Regions from separate parts of the Mus musculus genome. Here all the other regions are linked to region 5. Evidence: chromatin contacts called from public Hi-C, HiCAR-type, HiChIP or PLAC-seq and promoter capture Hi-C data. All regions are on one chromosome and are shown on one strand. The core of a region is the stretch at or near the end of the contact, and the rest is flanking DNA. Distances in the headings are between cores, read along the strand shown. Region 1 holds the start of Mtg1 (mitochondrial ribosome-associated GTPase 1). Region 2 holds the start of Spef1l (sperm flagellar 1 like). Region 3 holds the start of Pwwp2b (PWWP domain containing 2B). Region 4 holds the start of Utf1 (undifferentiated embryonic cell transcription factor 1). Region 5 holds the start of Cfap46 (cilia and flagella associated protein 46). Region 6 holds the start of Echs1 (enoyl Coenzyme A hydratase, short chain, 1, mitochondrial).

Region 1 (3,157 bases), core at 540-3,039, 450 kb after region 5:
AGGACTTTAAACTTACAATCTGGGCACATCCCCTCACTGGACTCCCCCATTTTCCTTTTGAGACAACATCTCACTCTGACCCAGGCTGGCTTTGAAATTTCTATTCTGCCTCAGTCTCACAAGGGCTGGGCTTATAGTATGTGCCTGTCTGGAGGCCTGGGGGTGATAGTAGTACTGGGTATCAAACCCAAGGCTTCCTGCATTCAAGGCAACCATTATAACATTGAGTTACATGTCAACCCCTTTTATTTGAGATAGTGTCTCTCTTAGGGTAGTTTCTAATGCCTGGCTTCCCCTGGCCTCTATCATCCTTAGCTGGTATCACAGGCCTGTTCTACCAGGAGCAGCTGGATTTGCATTTAGTCTTACAACTATGAAGCCCACTTCACTCTCATTGTATTAATGGGAATGTAGTCGGTATTTATAACAGTTACATTAAAATGTCACACTTGAAAATGGAGGCATTACAGGTGTGTGTGTGTGTGTGTGTGTGTGTGTGTGTGTGTAACACTTGAAAGTTCTAAGGCAGGCCCGGGAACTGATAGGGGACAACTCAATTTCCTTACATTGATTTATATGAGTATACGAGGGAGAAAGACGACTTTTTTTAGACTGCCTCATGAAGCTCAGGCTGACCCTGAGTTCCTGACCCTCTTGCCTCAAATCTCTCATATGCTAGGATTACTGGTGTGTGCTGTCACACCTGCCTGAGTTTTGGTAGCGTAGGCTACAAAGTGAGATATTGTCTCAAAAGGAAGAAAAATGTGCCTAGATTTTAAGTTTAAATTTCTAGGCCAATTTCCCACCATGGAGAAGCCACATCTTCATTGCCAGCAGCCCAATTTCTTCTGGCTTCCCTATGAAACCCTAGAATCTTGGGCATGCTAGGCCAGGCCAGCTTGTTATCCTCCATGCTATATATCCTCAAACCTGAAAGATTTGGAATATAGTGAAAAATCTCCAGATTGGGACTGGAGAGATGGCTTGGAGGTTAAGAATGATTGCTGCTATTGCACAGGACTGAAGTTCAATTCTCAGCACCCAGTCAAACAACTCAAAAGCCCCTGTAATTCCAGGTCCAGAGGATCCACTGGCTTCTGGGCGTATCCGCTAACACATGGCATACACAGACACTTCAAATAAAAATATAAAGGGCCCCCAATGGAGGAGCTAGAGAAAGCACCCAAGGAACTAAAGGGAACTGCAACCCTATAGGTGGAACAACAATATGAACTAACTAGTACCCCGGAGCTCTTGTCTCTAGCTGCATATGTATCAAAAGATGGCCCAGTAGGCCATCACTGGAAAGAGAGGCCCATTAGACTTGCAAACTTTATATGCCCCAGTACAGGGGAACGCCAGGGCAAAAAAAGGGGAGTGGGAAGGTGGGTATGGGGAACTTTTGGGATAGCATTGGAAATGTAAATGAGGAAAATACCTATTAAAAATGAGAAAAAATATAAATAAATGAAATTGAGTCTTTTTGTTGTTGTTTTTCTCTGTCTTACCATGTAGCACTGGCTCTGGAATCCACCAGGCTGGTCTCAAGCACACTGAGAGCCACTTACTGGCCTCTGCCTCTGGTGCTGGGGATAAAAAGTGTGCGCAACCACAACATAAGAGCAAATATAATATTTTATATATATATATCGTCTTTCCAAAAGAAAAAAAAGGAGACTATCTTCAAATCCCTGAAAAGAACCTCACATAAGCTCAGGAATCCTGAGAATGGAGCACTACCGGGCCAACCCCGTGCCCCTGCTTATCCCAGAGTGCTCGAGTCAGGCGCATGCGCAGTCGCGCACGGAACCCAGGCGCGCCGGAACCCTGTGAGCAGATCCAGGCCCTGGCGGAGGCGGTCCGACTGCGAACTCTTCCGACACCAGTGACATGAGGCTGTGGCCGCAGGCATGGGGTGCCGTCCGGGGCGCTTGGCGCGAGTGCTTCCCTCTGCAAGGTCACGATGTAGCACGCTGGTTCCCCGGCCACATGGCCAAGGGTGAGGCCAGCATGGGCTGCAGGCGGCACGGGCGCCGGTCCTGGCGGTTCCTTGGTTCGCCTTCCTGGCATCGGGTTGGAGAGCTGTTTTGTGCTTGATACTTTTGAGACGCACTGAGTGGTCCCTTTAAGTCACATGCAAGCTGATGTCTGAGTTTATAGGTCACAACTTGGCCCCAGGCAGCTGTAGACGTAGTGCGGTCCTAGGCTGCTGTTTGCTGTGGTCTTGGCTGCCGCAGCCATGCGAGATTATAGTGTGTGGCAGAAAAGGCGCCGGGAGTGTGAGTGGACAGGTGGCAGTTGCGGTGCGGAGCCTCAGTGTTTCTGTGCAGTGAGGGTATTAAGTCCGCACAGTATCAGGAACTTCCTGATTAAGACCATCTTGTGTGAAATGTACCTTCCAGAACCATCGGGGCACCGTGGAACGTGGCTCAGAATGCTGCCTCCTTTAACCCTGTGTGCACTGATGGTTCTCAGATGTATTCCCCTAGGAGAACTTAAACTTGCCCCCTTTGGCTGTTTCCTTAGTGCCCCTCTATTTTCTAGGACTAAAGAAGATGCAGAGCAGTCTGAAGTCGGTGGATTGTGTTATCGAGGTTCATGACGCCAGGATATCCTTTTACGCTGTAGAGGGGAGCACCTCTGCTCGACTGTAAAGGCAGCAGCAGGATGCTTTCCTGGTTCCTCTCCATCTCCTTCAGACAGTTTAGTCTGCTCTGCCTCTGGTCCATCATTATGTCTACAGCTGCGACAGCTTCTTTTGTAATTACTGGGACATAAAGCAGTGTTTTCCAATTCTCATTACACATTAGAGTTCCCGGGAGGCTTTTACATCAATAGCTAGGGCCCTTTTAGATCAGAATCTCCCTCGTGGGGTCTAGGCTGGTGTTTTTATTTTTAGGCTCCCATCTGATATCTCTCCCCCCCCCCCCCCCCCAGACAGGGTTTCTCTTTATAGCCCTGGCTGTCCTGGAACTCACTCTGTAGACCAGGCTGACCTTGAACTCAGAAATCCGCCTGCCTCTGCCTCCCAAGTGCTGGGATTAAAGGCGTGTGCCACTACGCCCGGCCCATCTGATATCTTATTTGTCTCAGCCTCTTGTTTACTTTGATATTTTTAGGGGTAAATTATGAAACCGGAGATGAAATGATCCTACTA
Region 2 (3,097 bases), core at 329-2,828, 290 kb after region 5:
GATATCATTATCTGAGATACACAAGTGCAGCTTGCGAAAGACTTTCCTGCAAAGAAGGTAGGAGCACATTCTCAAAGCAGTACCATCAAGGACTGGGAGTTGAGCCCTCCCTGAAGTTCTATGCTCCCTGCAATGCCTTCCAGCCACTGGGCAGCATCTTGCTTTCTCAGAGAGCCCCTTTGTGCCCTGCACTTGAGTGGCGCATGGCTATCTCATTCTTGGCCTTTGGAGCTATGTCTCAGGAGATCGCAGAACATGGGGTGCTCTATCAGGCCATGTTCTCTGCATTCATTCTCATCTCTCTACTGGCTTGCCCTCGGTAAATCCTGTTGAGACAGCTCAACAGTACCTGGAAACCTGCAGCTGGGCCCTCTCAGCATGATCATCTCCCTTGAGGTCTCTTTTCATCTCTTCCCTCTCAAACATAAGCCCATGAGATTAGACCCAGGCCTGAGCCCAGCAATGTTTCTATTCCAATCTGAGCCAGTCTTTTGGGGGTGCCCACACAGGTTCTCCACCTTGCTCTGCTCAGACACTTCCCGAGGGCCCTCTGTGATTGGACTACATCAGACATATCTGCCCGACTCTGTCCTTGAGATCACTTATTATACACAGGCAGAGTCTTGTCTGAGGACATTTGGGGAGGTGAAGTAAAACTCTACTGATCCGTAAGGGAGCAGGCTAGCTGATAGGCTGCCCTAGCACCCCCAGGAGTGGTACTAGGGGTACTAGTGCCCTAGTACCCCTGGTTGTGGTACTCTTCTATAGGCAAGGACCCACAGTTAGGCAGTCAGAGACCCATGGCTGGAGAGAGCATCCCGGGGTCAACCTAGGTGGGCTGAGCTCCCAGGCCTTGCCTGTTGAGAAGGCTCCAGTTGCTCAGCTTCTGGTCTGTACTGCAGGCTGGGACGTAGCTGTGCAAGTCCACCAGCCGAGGGCGGAAGTGCTTCACAATCTCGGCCACCAGCACTGTGGGAATGCGAGGGGAACTTGGCTTGCCTGGTCAAGACCCTGGGTTGCAACTGTAATCCCTGACCACATGAGATGCATGGAATGGAGTGGGAAGGACACGAGCTTTTCCTGGGGAGCCCATAATTGTCCCCGAGTCTGGCACGGCACCTAGACTCCAGGTCAGACCAAGTGGTAGGATGGCCTGGGAAGCTAATACAGCGTGAGAGCCCAGGGGGAGCTGGAAGAGCCACAGGAGGCCCTGTTTGCTACTACCTTTCCTAAGGAGCACGAGTCTGGACTCAAGAACCGCTCCGTTCCCCCAACACCCACACCCGTACTAGGGGGCTGGAGGCAAGGGTGGCCCTCAGCTTTGAGTCCTCTTCATCATCCGCCCCATAGCGCCTCGCCCTCACTCGCACCACCATCACTGAAGTCCCGAGCCAAGTGGCGCTTGGGGCGGCTGAGTGGGAGCCGGTCCAGCCAGGCGCAGAGGTTATGAATATCCCCAGGCGTTGGCAGGAACGAAGCTGAGCTCGGCTTGGAAGCACTGAGCATGGCAGAGAAGTGGGTGTGCAGCAGAGAAACACAGCGGAAGAAACCTGGCGGGTTTGGACCGTTGCTGGGAGACGCGGCACAGCCGGAAGGGGCGGGGCCCTAACCGCGCTGGTCCCTCCCTCGATCCCAGGAAGGATTGGTCCTCCTGCACGCCCAGAGATCGGGCTGAATCAAGGTGGATGGTTAAAAAACGAAGGGAGATGGTAGGTGAAATTGTTTGATCTGGTGTAATAAAAACAAACTGCCATGTAGAATGTGATCTATAATCTATTGATAAAATAGAATCTTTATTAGTGAATAGTGTTTAGTCATAATTTCAACAACTAATCTGTTTCAATCCGGAGATGACGGCAACTTCTTGTCCCAACACCCCAAGAACGACGTCTTTTCCTTTCCTAAGTCTCATACACGAGTGGGATGTAGATACAGGAACTGTGCCTTGGAGAGAGGTCACTGTGTGAGGGCCAGTGCAGAAGTTGCTGGGAGGGGACTCCTGGCATTCTGTCCACCCAGAGACAGACAGACTTGATCACGCCCACTGCAGGGTACACCGCCCCTGCCTAGCAACTAGCATACGCAGATGTATGGTCTAAGCTGGCCAAGGCCAGTGAGAGGCCACTGGTTCATGAGGGCATCTGGACAGCAAGAGCCACAGAAAGATTATTCCTGAGGTAGGAACAGCGTGTGCAGGTCCAGCCTGGGTGGTGGTTGTGGTGTTGCTGAAGGAACACATTTATAGGAGCAGTGGTATCTCCAAACGTCCACAAACGATGGCCCTGGGGTGCCCTAGCTGGTCACCTCTTCTGGATGGGGACCTTCAGAGCAACCTTTGGCTCACCAGCTCCCTGCCAAGAAAAAAAGGAAATCGATATTAAAGAGGACCTGATAAGAGAGAGGTCCAGCTGAAAATACCCATTGCCAGTTCTTTAAATTTAGACTTCCACTTCCCCTAACAACAGAATGGGCCCGACCTCACAAGATGACTGTACTAGCATTTCATATATACTGTAGACTAGCCATATGAAAAGGAAAATTCCATAGCCCCCGAAAGCCGCAAGCACTGGAAAGTTCTGGCAAATTATAAAGCAGACATCAAGCCTGTTATTGAGGATTTTTTTTTCTTTCTTTTTTTTTTTTTTCAAATGTCACTAAAACTTACCAGCTAAGAAAATGAAAACAGCCACTCACCCTCCGAAACAGTGCCACAGTCAGCAGGAGGGTTCCTGCAAGATGGACTCCCCCTTCCCCTTCCCCTTCCCCTTCCCTCTGAGGCTCACCTGAGTTGCTCCAGGCACCGTCCCTCCAGTCCCGGGCTTGACTGGTGGTGTCGGGGGTGCAAAGGTTGGCTTGACCTGGGAGGAACCAGACACAGCTGACTGAGAGCATCTCCTAAGTAGGCCAAGTACGGCCCTTAGCTTCATCCTGAGGCTGTCCTGCTCAGCTCCAGCCTAGCCTGGAAGGCTTCTGTCTGCACGCAGCTCAGTAGGAAACATCTGCATGGCCTCACCGCTAGGAAGATAAAGCCCGAACCTGGCAGAGCTCCTCTTCTTGGCTAACTGTCCCAGCCAATCATCTTGCGGCCTCCCCAGTA
Region 3 (2,837 bases), core at 163-2,662, 440 kb before region 5:
TCCTGTAGCCAGCGTTTTTTTTTTTTTTTTTCCTCCAAAATCTGCAGCACCCAGCTCTGGAGAGAAGGAGTGAGGAAAACAGACGTTTGTGGGAGGGGGACTGCCCCTCAGCTGGACTCCGCCCAGACTTTCTCATCTGCTCTAGTGTAGCCTTAAGGCAAGGTAAAGTGGCGCCAGGGCGGCCTCGGCTGTCCTTGGCGGCGTCAGTGGTAGCAGCCCTGAAGCAAGTCCCAGCAGGGCAAGAACTCCACTCCCCAGCTGAAAAGGACATGGGCCTGGTAGATCCGTGGTCAGTACCTCTCTGCCCTTTTGGTGCCTCCAATGCAGGGTCATGGCGATGCAAGTCAGCCTTAGGGGCCCGATTCACAGACGCCATTGGTCATTGCAACGTGACAGACCCTTGGAGGCAGTCAGTTATGGATTCCGAATCCGGATTCAGAGTGCAAGTGCTTGCGGAAACCGGAGGAGGTCTAGGGTGGCGGTCAGCCGTCCGCCGGGCGCCGCCACCTCCCACTCATGGCCAGGCTGCCCTCGCGGGCCCGGTTGCACACGCCCGGGGAGCCTGGCTCTTGCTCATGGGAGGTGGCTCTTCATACTGTACACTAAGCGAGGAGTGCTGCAGCGAGTAGTCCCAGGAGACGCAAGAGCTCTGGATAGAATAATCCTGCCAACACTAGTGCTGGCCAGCCCCGCGCCCTGCGAGGTTCTCAAACAGACCGGAGCACTATAGTCTCCTAGGAGGCGCCGAGCACACCTGGGTAGCCCAGTGCCAGGTAGCCCTGTAGTGAGGGTGACACTAGGCCTCTTGTAAGGGCCCCATTGGTGTCCCTCGGCACCCGGAGTCTCCTCTGCCAGGCCTGATTCGCTTCAAATACACGTGTCCACAGACTTTTTCAAGTACCAAGTGGACACAGGAGTCGTGCGTAGAAGACGCTGCCGGGGTCCTCTAGCACAAACTGGTAGACAGGGGACCCCCAGACTACATGGGGGAAGGGCCCCAGGCTGCGCCGGGCTCAGGGAGTGGCCCCGGGACAGGATCAGGAAGGAGGTGGGGCCCGGGGTGGAACCCAGAGAAGCAGAGTGGGGGAAGGGCCTGGACCCGGGGAGTGTCCCCGCTACCCCTCGGTTCCTGGCAAGGCCTCCTAGGGGGCATTCCAAGCCTGCGTGGCGTCAAGATTAACGAACCCTTCTCCCCGCCCGGTGGGGCCCCCGCAATGCGTTGCAAGCCCAGCTTTGAGAGCCGGCTGTGGGCGCACGCTGCGGGCGGACCGCCCCACGCCCTCCGGCTCCTGGGAGCGCAGCCCGCGGCCGCGCGCCCCAGCCTAGCTCCGCGGTGGCGGCCGGCACACAGAGCTTTGTGACGTCAGGCGGCGTCACGCGGGGCTGACCCGGCGGCGGCGGCGGCGGCGGCGGTGGCGGGCGGGGGCGGCCTCCGGAGGCGGCGGGAGCATGGAGCCGCGGGCCGGCTGCCGGTTGCCGGTGCGGGTGGAACAGGTCGTCAACGGCGCGCTGGTGGTCACCGTGAGCTGTGGCGAGCGCAGCTTCGCCGGAATCCTGCTGGATTGCACGAAAAAGTGAGCGGGGCAGGGTCGCGGGCCCGGGACTCCTCGGAATCTCCCGGGACACTCCTCCACCGATTCAAGGTTCCAATGCAGGCTCCGAGAGGAGCAGCAAAGCCCGGCGTCCGCTTTCAGTTTCTGCTGGGCCGGGGTTTCGAGGCGCGCCAGCTGGCCGCCGGTCTGGGTGCGAAAGTGGCTCTCTCCCAAAGTCGCGGTGACTTTCGGGGCAGGAGAGCGTGCGGCCCCGCAGAGGGGCTGCGGTGCCGGCCGGGACGCACGGGAAGCCTTGCCTGAAACTCCGCACATCTGCCATAATTAACGCACTTTTCTTTGTTCAGACGCACTGTTGAATTCGACTGTTTGTAGAATCGTGATTCGTTTAAGGGGGTCAGTTAAGCTATGGCCTCACCTGTCACAAGAGGGGGGAAGCCCAAGGCTTATAGGAGTGGCTGGTGGAGACCAGCTGCGAGACTGCGGGGTGTAGAAACACTGCTGTGGGCGAGGCGCCTTGCGGGGGAGTGGAAGATACAAGTTCCAGGGCCAGTGCCTCTACTGGAGGGGCGCATTGGGCTTGGCTCCTGAGACCACCTGTATACCCTTTGCAGGGGCTTCTGCAGCGCAGAACAGCCACCTGAACCCAGAATCACATGGCACTGCGCTGTCACTGCCTGATAAATGATTAGGCATTAATCAGGCTGTGACTCTTCTGCTCCAGCCAGGCTTCATTCTGGAATTAGGAACAGAAAAGGGCTCTGCTTTCAAAGACCCAACTTTTTCCCTTCCTAAAGCCCGGATTTCCCTGGGTTCCCACCACAGAGCAGAGCCCTTCCTCCTTCGACAGTTACCCTGCTGACATTATGTCTTCATTAGATGTGCCAGAAGCCATTTATGCACAAGTCATGTGACTTAACATATGGCCTCCCGTGTGACTGGTGCCCCTCTCTTGTTGGTTAGTACAGGGAGTGCCTATAATGGGGTGACATTCAGGGGCTGCAGAATAGCCACCTGAAAGCTTCCAAGGCAAGCCATCCCCCACCCTGCTGATGGCTGCCCTCTCCTCCCTAGGCAGGTCTGGCTGCACCCCTGCTCAACCTGTGCAGCCTGCTCTGGCCTCTCCCTAGAGAGTCTGCAGCAGAGGACCCGCATTTCCCCAGTTCTCAGGCTCCAGTGCTCAAGATAAGATTGGCTGAGAGTAGTCCTATCTTGTGGCTGTGTCTACAGAGATAGGGGGGATCTCTACCCTGAGGTCAATGGCTAACCTGGCTTGCAGATGCATAC
Region 4 (3,041 bases), core at 323-2,822, 260 kb after region 5:
GCCAGCTGCCTGTCCCCAGAGCCACCAGATCCCATCACATGGGGGGCTTGAACCAGGTGATAAACACCTTGAAAACAACAGGCTGTAACTCAGAATACTGTCCCCAGGAAGCTAGGCTTGGAATGGCAAGTAGAGATGACCTGGCCTACCCCAGTCATGAGGAACACAGCCAGTGGTCCTTGGTCTTTGTTCAAGCCCCTAGTCACAAATCACTAAAGAAACAGCCGCTAATCTTTGCGCTACATTGTTGTCTTCGGTCCCACAGCAGGAGACCACCACAGTCCCAGAAGCAAGATGGCAGACTGGTACTCCTTTTGACTTCACTGATCTCTGTAAAACTAGGGCTACTAGGGACTTACTTGCCATCTTTTTAGGATGTTCCTTTTTCTTGTCTTGACTACATTGGCCAAGAATTCTACACTCAGACGAACTTTGAATATCGTTTTCTTAGTCTTAATCTTGAGGGGAAGAGTTGATACTTTGTCACCCTTTGTTAATAGATAGAAAGATTCCTTTTTGTAGTGTGTGTGAACTAAGATTCCAATTTAGCAGCCGCTGATCGCTATCAAATCTAGCACCCAAATGGCCTCCCTAGCTAGATGAGTCAACTAGATACAACATGTATCCATCCATCTTCCAAAGCCCCCAGCCAGAGCAGAATGGAGAGGATGGGTCTACAATTTGCATAGATAAACAACACATTCTGGTGCACTAGCCATACAAGGTGCCAGAGTTTTGTGTTTCTGGAGCTTTTCACAGGCTGTTTATGAGTAGTAACTAATGGGCGAAGCACAAATATAAAAACAAAAACAAACGAGCTGACTCCTCCCATCTGCCCTCTTCACTCGATCTTATTACATTGTACCTTGATTAAATGCTTTTTAAAAATGATTTATTTGGGCCTGGAAAGATGGCTCAGCAGGTAAGAGAGTGCTCTCACCGAAGGTCCTGAGTTCAAATCCCAGCAACCACATGGTGGCTCACAACCACCCGTAATGAGATTTGACGCCCTCTTCTGGTGTGTTTGAAGTCAGCTACAGTGTACTTAGGTATAATAACAAATAAGCCTTATTTTAAAAAGATGTATGTATGTATGTATGTATGTACTTAATATGAGTACATCGCTGTCTTTTGACACACCAGAAGAGGGCATCAGATCCTATTACAGATGGTTGTGAAACACCAGGTGGTTGCTGGGAATTGAACTTAGGACCTCTGGAAGAGCAGTCAGTGCTCTTAACCACTGAGCCATCTCTCTAGCCCTAAATGGTTTTTTGGGTTTTTTTTTTTAGTAAAAAAATTTTTACACGTTCTGTTTTGTGTAGCAGGGCAAAAAAACTCCGTTCTCAGGTCCTGGGTCCCTAAGGAAAGGACTAGAAAGGGGATGGGCTAGAATAAGCAAGGCACAGGCCAAGAGGAACTAGGTAGGCGAGGGGGCGGGGCGGCTAGACGATGGGAGGGTCGCAACGACCAGGTTCAGACGCAGAGGGCGGTGCGGGGTCCTTAGAGCGTGTGTGGGCGGCTCTGGAGGAGCCCTCCTCTCTGGTGAGGCCACGCCTTGGAGTGCACGCACCTCTACCTGGCTCAGGGATGCTGCTTCGTCCCCGGAGGTTGCCCGCTTTTTCTCCGCCGTCGCCAGCTAGCCCCGACGCTGAGCTGCGGTCGGCCGGGGATGTCCCGGTGACTACGTCTGATGCCTTCGCTACTTCGGGCGGGATGGCTGAACCCGGCTCGCCCAAGGCTCCCGTGTCCCCGGACTCGGCGCAGCGCACGCCCTGGAGTGCCCGAGAGACGGAGCTACTTCTGGGCACGCTGCTGCAGCCGGCCATGTGGCGCTCACTACTGCTGGACCGCAGGCAGACTCTGCCTACTTACCGCCGCGTGTCCGCCGCACTGGCCCGTCAGCAAGTTCGGCGCACGCCCGCTCAGTGCCGCCGTCGCTACAAGTTCCTCAAGGACAAACTCCGAGACTCCCAGGGCCAGCCGTCCGGACCCTTCGATAACCAGATCCGCCAACTCATGGGGCTATTGGGGGACGATGGGCCGCCGAGGGTTCGCCGCCGCTCTACTGGCCCTGGACGTCCCCAGCGCCGCGGCCGCTCGTCCCTCTCCGCGTTAGCACCCGCACCTGCACCGGTGGAGCAAGGTAGGAGCAGCCATGTGGGCAAGAAGGGTCTGGGTCTCCTGGGGAGGGGCGGAGCCCTGAGTTGGGATTCCGTACGTTCCGCGCGTTTCTCTCGTAGAGGCCGAGCTGCCGCTGGCTGCGGAAAATGACGAACCTGCCCCTGCGCTCAGATTCAGTTCTTCCACGACGAAGTCTGCAGGTGCCCACCGCATTACCAGCTCTCCTCCTCTTACGAGCACCGACACTCTGCCTCCTGAGCCGGGCCATACCTTCGAATCCTCCCCGACGCCAACCCCCGACCACGACGTGGAGACCCCGAATGAGCCTCCTGGCCTTTCCCAGGGCCGTGCTTCTTCCCCGCAGGTTGCTCCCCAGTCGTTGAATACCGCGTTGCTGCAGACCTTGACGCACTTGGGCGACATCTCAACAGTTCTGGGCCCTCTGCGCGACCAGCTGTCGACCCTGAACCAGCACGTGGAGCATCTACGAGGTTCCTTCGACCAAACCGTTTCTCTGGCGGTGGGGTTCATTCTGGGCAGTGCAGCCTCCGAGCGGGGCATCCTTGGGGACTTGCGCCAATAAAGCTTTGTTATCAGTCCTCTTCTCCAGAAACGACTCCCAGTCTACCCCGACCCCTGTTACTGTCCCCATCCCCATCTCAAACCTAGGTTCTTACCAAAATAAAGATTGTGTTTTCTACTTAATCCTGTGAATGAATTCGGACTCCAGGTCGCGGTAAGAATGGAACCCTAAGGGTAGAGGCTAAAAGACACAGCCCCTCGCCCCACAGTTGTGCATCTTTTCGGTGAAGATTTGGCGGAGTGGTACACAGTTGTTACCTGATGTTTGGGGCACCTGATGTGCGGAACCCCTCCACTGGTCAGCAGTGATTGAAACCCAGGGGCTGGCTGGATAA
Region 5 (2,945 bases), core at 109-2,608:
AGACAGACAGTTCAGCATACCTACCTCGGTTCTCCTTTTGCAAAGTTTATGGCCTTCATGTACTGTGTCACGCAATTTTCAAATTCTTCCTAAGACAGCACAAAGAATACCCAGGTGAGCCAACTAGCCACCCCAGCACCCACTGCTGCTCATCTTCATTCCTGGCATCCAATGCAAACTGGTTTTCACCCCAGCTTATGCACAGTCCGGGGACAGCGAAGACCCTTGAGCAACCACAGCTGGCTGTGCCTGTGGGTTCCAGACTCTCCCACCTCCCGCTCTGCCCAGCCCAGGAAGGGCTTTGGGGGAGAGAAGACAGAAAGGTCATAGCACCCCCTTGCAGAGGTGGGAGGTCATATGGACTCATGTCAGGCACCTGGCGAGTACCGAGCGGAGAGAAAAGCACAAATGGGAACTGCCGATGTTTTTTGCATCACTGTGAAGGAGACTCTGGTTCCTCAGTCCCATTTTGCTTTAAAGCTTCTCTAAGACCTGCCTTGCTGCCATCCCTGGAGGTGGGGTGAGAAGTGGAGAGGGGTAGTCTTACCACATTTTCCTCTGACTGTGGGGCACAAAGCTGGGCCCTGCACAGGTGCGCTCGGCCCAAAAACTGAGTGATTGGCGCCTTCACTTTGAAGTACATCTGGATGCAGTCTTCGCTTATCTCAGGCTCTTTCATCTGTAGGAGATTGAAGCCAGGAAGAGGAAGGAAGATGCCCAGGATGAAGGCGCTCTGGGTCACTGGTGAGGCTAGCTTGGTCATTTCTATACTCACAACACTCATCAAATGTCCCATCCACCCTAACCCTGTGCCGTTTACACCCAAAGATGTGAAGGTGGGGACAGGTTCATTGTGTGCCAGTGACAGCCAGTCACTCAAGGGCTTCACCTTGAGTGCCTGCTCTGCACACAGCACAAACAGGTCCGGGCTGAAGCTCTCTGTGGGGTCAAGCTCCGACTTTCCCAGGTTTGCAGACTTGATCAGTTCATAAGCTCTTCGCAGGGCAGTTGCATCTATCGGGCAGAGGATCAGCAGAGGGGCCCAGCATAGGTATGTCAGAGAGACACAGTCCACAGTCCCTGGAAGAGCCTTCCTCTGGCACAGAAATATGGGTCTGAATTCCTGGCCAGGTTGCTTTCAACCATCCCCACTCAGCGACTAGGCCAGGGTTCAACAACTGTATCCACCGCATCGCATCACGGACTTTTGTGCCACTCTACTTAGGTCAAGGGGTTCCCATCAGCAAAGTTAGAGTGAGACCCACCTTGTTGATTCCGGGCACGGGCCAGTTCCTGCGTTATGATCAGGTCCATGGCCCTGGAGGCCCTCAACTATACAGCTCCACTGCTGGACCAGTAGCGGTTGCCTAGAGACGGGGCCCAGACCAAGGACGCGGGAGCTCGGGGCGGGGCTACACTTGAGGAGTCCGTGACGCTGGGAGTAGGGAGGGGAAGGGGGCGGGGAAGTAGACAAGAAGCAGGCGGAGCGGAACTGATGGACACCGAGTGAGGCCAGGTCAAGAACTCTTGAGTGTTGAATTGGCACCCAGGGCACCCATACCATGCTGTCTTCACTTTCCTTGCCAGGCTGCGCTCACCTCCCATCCATCCACCCATGTTTCTGTGTCCTGCTCTGTTGCGGCACAGAAAGACAAGGGAACTCCACAAAACCTCCCTGCTCCGGTAAGCGCGGGCTGGACGGATGCAGGAAAAAGATCTAACAGAAGATGCCTACCAGAGCAGGAAGGTGGGCTGCTGGGTACCAGTCGGACAGGGAAGTTGCCAGCCTCAGAAAGCGTGCCCCTTTCTATCTGCAAGGGCCACCTGTGGCGGGTCTACATGTGTGACATTATCTAAGGGATCTGAGGAGTGAAGACTGAGTAGACCCGCCTGTAGCTGCTGCCTGGGCAAGAAGCCTTGGAATTGGAGCAGTTCTGGGATCAGGAAGGATGCGGGGGGTGGGGTGGGGGGACGCCACAAACGCTCTAGAGCCCTTGTTCGAGGATCACTCTTAGAGATGACTTTCATTAAGACATAGTAGTCTTGGAGGTCCAAGCTGGGGCAGAGCCCGGAGCTGCAGGAGGAGCTGCGCTTCATCAGCTGAGAAGCAGTGGTCGGTGGGCAATGATGGAGATCCCCGGGGCAGCAGGTGGGCAGCAGGTTAGCAGGCGTATAGGCAAAGACAAAGCTGACTCTAGTATCCTAAATGAGCGTTTAGAACGGCGTGCAGAAGGACAAACGTGTATACAAGATCTAAGGGAAAAAGCCGCAGTCCCCAAGGCCACGCCCCCAGTGACCTACTTCCTCTAGCCAGACACCACCTCTTAAAGAATACCGAACCTCTCGAAATAGCGCCACCTGCTGGGACTATGAGTCAGCACATGAGCCCGTGAGACCTTAGCAGGCGCAAACTAAAAAACCACAGAGGGAGAAACAGATAAAATCTTTCCTCAGAAGTAGAGTCTTCTGATCTTTTGAAAGAAGCTGTTAGGAAAATGAAAAGGTAGACTACAGGTTAGAAGAAAACATTCATAATAAAATCTAATACAAGACCTGTGTCTAGATTATATAAGAGTTCAATGGATAAATCACAGGCAAGTTTTAGAAGATGCCAAAGACTTGGATAGACACTTGACAACGTGAGCTACTTGACTACCCAGTGAGCAGGGAATGAGTGCAGCCGCCACCGTTGCCAGTAATCAGAGAAACAACACAAAGAAATGCCTCCCACATTCAAACCCATTAGTGCAGCTAAAATCAAGAAGCCTGATGATAGAGGTCCTGGTGGGGACAAACAGCTGCATGTGCCACACAGCTGGTGGGGATAAAGTGACAATCACCGAAAAACTGGGAGCTCTAAGTAAACTGAGGCATGTACTTGACTCATGACCCAGAAATTCTCCTCTTATAATGAGTACCCTTTGAAGTTCTAGAGACCAAGGGAG
Region 6 (2,927 bases), core at 359-2,858, 430 kb after region 5:
CATGACAGCCAATCCAGGTTGGGATTCAGGAGGAACCCTTGCCCCAGAACGTGGTTAAGAATTCACAGTGGACCCAGAAACTTAGGATACCCAAGATATAAGATACAATTTGCTAAACGCATGAAACTCAAGAAGAACGAAGACCAAAGTGTGGACACTTTGCCCCTTCTTAGAATTGGGAACAAAACACCCATGGAAGGAGTTACAGAGACAAAGTTTGGAGCTGAGACAAAAGGATGGACCATCTAGAGACTGCTATATCCGGGGATCCATCCCATAATCAGCTTCCAAACGCTGACCCCATTGCATACACTAGCATGATTTTGCTGAAAGGACCCAGATATGGCTGTCTCTTGTGAGACTATGCCGGGGCCTAGCGAACACAGAAGTGGATGCTCACAGTCAGCTATTGGATGGATCACAGGGCCCCCAATGGAGGAGCTAGAGAAAATACCCAAGGAGCTAAAGGTGCAACCCTATAGGTAGAACAACATTATGAGCTAACCAGTACCCCGGAGCTCTTGACTCTAGCCGCATATGTATCAAAAGATGGCCTAGTCGGCCATCAACAGAAAGAGGCCCATTGGACTTGCAAACTTTATATGCCCCAGTACAGGGGAACGCCAGGGCCAAAAAGTGGGAGTGGGTGGGTAGGGGAGTGGTGGGGAGGGTATGGGGAACTTTTGGGATAGCATTGGAAATGTAAATGAGGAAAATACTAAATAAAAAATATTAAAAAAAAATTCACAGTGGAGTACTAGAAGTCTGTAGAGGAGTTGAGCCAAGGAGTGGGAAGGGAGGAACTATTCAGCTGGCTAGGAAGGAAAGTGGGTGTGTCGGTATGGGCTACGCTGATTGGGTGGCTTGAAGGACACGATCAGGAGAGACTGTGGAAACAGCAGAGACTAGACAGGAGGCACTATGGACAAACCTTTCCCAATACCCAGGCTGTCTTACTTAACCTACTTTCACATTCTCTTAAAGCTACCTAAACACATGGGATTTCACAACCAACATGCATGTTCCCAGCTGACACTCATAAAAGTTCGAGCGTTGAGAAGCTATTACACCCAGAGCCCTCCCACTAGACATGGCTTCGAGGTGCTAGGATCTGGCTGGGCTTGTAAGGTGAGACTAAGGTCAGACTGAGGAGCGGGGAACGGGGTAAGGAATTGGGAAGGGGTCAGTCGAGCGCTGGAGTTGGAGGCTCAGAAGGAAGATCACCAAGCTAGAGTCAGTGGTCACTTGCAGGAAATCTGGGTTTAGTGTGGGGATGCGTACTCGAATCCAGGGTCCAGGTACTTCAGAGTCAAGTGTTGGGAGTGCATGCTTGTGGAAGTAGGGGGTCAGACAAAAGATCTAGAGTTAGGAGAGAAGGGCCAGGATCAAGTGAGGATGCGTGCAGGCCGGGGTTTAGGGACCACCCAGAGGTTATGGGTGGAGAAACCACCCAACGTGGGTGGGGTGACGCACCCCGCCGGTGTCCGCACTCACCCGAGGCGAAGCGCCGTAGTTCTGGGCAGCGGACTGAGGACAACAGTGAGCTACAGGCTCTGGGCAGCAGAGCACGCAGGGCCGCCATGGCGGAGAGACGATGTGTTCCGCCCACAGAATCGCCCCGCCTGCAGAATCGCTCCGCCCCAGATCCCAGGCGGGATGAAGACGGAAGCTTAAGGGGTGGACCCGTGACCTGAGCGGGCTGGTACAGAGGGCGGGGTGGGGCAGCGTGGGGTGCTGGGCTGCGGTTCTTGGAGTAGTCTGTTAATTGCATCACTTTGGTGGTGTGCCCTTGGCGGGTGCCCGGTTTACGAAGCCAGACTGGGAGACATGGCTGTGCCCTTTCCCCTGTGATGGCCGTATGCTTTCGTTCTTGACCAGGGGAAAAACTACGGGAAGACGCGATCACAGATACAGTAATAAAGCATAAAGCGGTAAAGTGCAAGACGGTTTTGTTTAGCTTTGTGTGAGGGTCTTACTTCATAGCCCTGGTTGGCTGGAACCCTCCTTATGGGCCAGGCTGTTTCTCAATCTCACAGAGATCCATTTGCCTCTGCCTTCCAAATGCTTGGATTAAAGGCATGAGCCATTATACCCTGCTCCAGAGGTATTCTTTACATGACAACTGACTAGCTTCATAACACCAGGTTAGAAATAGCTGTGATTTTACAAGATGAGAAGATTTCACATAAATTTAAAAGAAAGCCAATGTTTTGTTCACGTAAATTATCTTGAATTATAACTTAAAAATATTTAGCAAGTATTATCAGGCCTTCATTTGTATTCTTGCCCTGGTCCTGCAAACCCTAGGATAGAGATAAAGGACAGAATCTCCAGACAAAAGCAAGCTTGATACTGTTATGCCGGGAAGTTTGTGAACCCCAAAAGTCCACCAAGGAGCCTTTTCGATGTAATAGTATTAGGGTCTCTATTACAGGCTCAGGCTTGGGCCCTCTCCTCCAACTCAACCCTGACACAGCAGGACAGGAAGGGAAGGCAGAGAAGCCTTGAACTCTCATCTGGACAGGGCTTTACAAGAAATGGAAGGTAAGAGAGGGGGTGTCCATCTTGGAAAGTATCTAACTGAAGGTCTATTGTAAGCCGACTGTATTCAGTCACAAAGGGTCTGAAAGTGCATCTGAAACAATCAGGCTAGTCTTTGTTTTACTGTTGTTAGGAAGTAGCTACAGAGTAACGCTGGCCAAGGACAAGCCATGGGGTCTTTCCTGGTACGTGGGTACAACCTGGGTTCTTCTGTAGGTCAAGTTCTCAGGCTTTTTTTTTTTTTTTCTTTTAGATAGAGGCTGGTCCCAAGATGGAGTAGGTTTGGATTCTCAATACTTTAAAGAAAACAATCCAAACCAGAATAGAACAGTCAGCAAACTTTATTTCAAGACTAAGATAGAATATAAACAGAAACAGACCACCAC

The links. Promoter capture Hi-C pulls out the DNA fragments that hold promoters and counts their contacts. A called contact is a pair of places that touch in the nucleus more often than the background predicts. HiCAR-type assays count read pairs that join an accessible place to other places. HiChIP or PLAC-seq counts read pairs in DNA pulled down with a chosen protein or histone mark.
Region 1: a contact with region 5 is called in a promoter capture Hi-C map of neural stem cells. The contact joins the promoter of Mtg1 here to the promoter of Cfap46 in region 5. A contact is called at or near these places in 3 of 39 promoter capture datasets (the 3T3-L1 cell line, embryonic stem cells and neural stem cells) and 1 of 15 datasets of contacts at CTCF or cohesin (the NIH/3T3 cell line).
Region 2: a promoter capture Hi-C map of neural stem cells shows a contact between it and region 5. The contact joins the promoter of Spef1l here to the promoter of Cfap46 in region 5. A contact is called at or near these places in 15 of 39 promoter capture datasets (the 3T3-L1 cell line, 3T3-L1-derived adipocytes, the C10 cell line and 7 more), 5 of 484 Hi-C or Micro-C datasets (embryonic stem cells and regulatory T cells) and 1 of 115 datasets of contacts at active chromatin or transcription factors (SST interneurons).
Region 3: an HNF4G HiChIP or PLAC-seq map of pancreatic cancer cells shows a contact between it and region 5. The contact joins the promoter of Pwwp2b here to the promoter of Cfap46 in region 5. A contact is called at or near these places in 4 of 39 promoter capture datasets (hippocampal neurons, liver and pre-B cells), 2 of 484 Hi-C or Micro-C datasets (CD8 T cells and embryonic stem cells) and 2 of 115 datasets of contacts at active chromatin or transcription factors (embryonic stem cells and pancreatic cancer cells).
Region 4: a HiCAR-type map of astrocytes shows a contact between it and region 5, with 2.1 times the contacts expected there. The contact joins the promoter of Utf1 here to the promoter of Cfap46 in region 5. A contact is called at or near these places in 13 of 39 promoter capture datasets (the 3T3-L1 cell line, the C10 cell line, cranial neural crest and 8 more) and 2 of 115 datasets of contacts at active chromatin or transcription factors (astrocytes and embryonic stem cells).
Region 6: a contact with region 5 is called in a Hi-C map of uterus. The contact joins the promoter of Echs1 here to the promoter of Cfap46 in region 5. A contact is called at or near these places in 3 of 39 promoter capture datasets (the 3T3-L1 cell line, hippocampal neurons and stem cell-derived epiblast-like cells), 1 of 484 Hi-C or Micro-C datasets (uterus) and 1 of 9 other capture datasets (adipose tissue).

Annotation. Positions count from the first base shown.
Region 1 is chr7:140,135,775-140,138,931 of GRCm38.p6, forward strand. It overlaps Mtg1 (mitochondrial ribosome-associated GTPase 1), which reads left to right and starts at 1,790. Exons shown (of 11, transcript NM_199301.2): 1 at 1,790-1,999; 2 at 2,545-2,609. The coding sequence starts at 1,891.
Region 2 is chr7:139,977,177-139,980,273 of GRCm38.p6, forward strand. It overlaps Spef1l (sperm flagellar 1 like), which reads right to left and starts at 1,579. Exons shown (of 7, transcript NM_001033465.3): 1 at 1,371-1,579; 2 at 858-969; 3 at 1-46. The coding sequence starts at 1,506. Adam8 (a disintegrin and metallopeptidase domain 8) reads right to left here. Exons shown (of 24, transcript NM_001291066.2): 23 at 2,784-2,858; 24 at 1,756-2,351. The coding sequence ends at 2,301. It overlaps Gm16201 (a long non-coding RNA gene), which reads left to right. Exons shown (of 5, transcript XR_389973.3): 5 at 1-1,804.
Region 3 is chr7:139,247,070-139,249,906 of GRCm38.p6, forward strand. It overlaps Pwwp2b (PWWP domain containing 2B), which reads left to right and starts at 1,413. Exons shown (of 3, transcript NM_001098636.1): 1 at 1,413-1,574. The coding sequence starts at 1,450.
Region 4 is chr7:139,942,284-139,945,324 of GRCm38.p6, forward strand. It overlaps Utf1 (undifferentiated embryonic cell transcription factor 1), which reads left to right and starts at 1,573. Exons shown (of 2, transcript NM_009482.2): 1 at 1,573-2,146; 2 at 2,244-2,829. The coding sequence starts at 1,591. The coding sequence ends at 2,707.
Region 5 is chr7:139,682,457-139,685,401 of GRCm38.p6, forward strand. It overlaps Cfap46 (cilia and flagella associated protein 46), which reads right to left and starts at 1,359. Exons shown (of 59, transcript NM_001302546.1): 1 at 1,266-1,359; 2 at 890-1,014; 3 at 548-679; 4 at 25-89. The coding sequence starts at 1,314. Gm32680 (a long non-coding RNA gene) reads left to right here and starts at 1,598. Exons shown (of 3, transcript XR_389968.2): 1 at 1,598-1,683.
Region 6 is chr7:140,114,813-140,117,739 of GRCm38.p6, forward strand. It overlaps Echs1 (enoyl Coenzyme A hydratase, short chain, 1, mitochondrial), which reads right to left and starts at 1,609. Exons shown (of 8, transcript NM_053119.3): 1 at 1,495-1,609. The coding sequence starts at 1,582. It also overlaps a transcript of Paox not described here.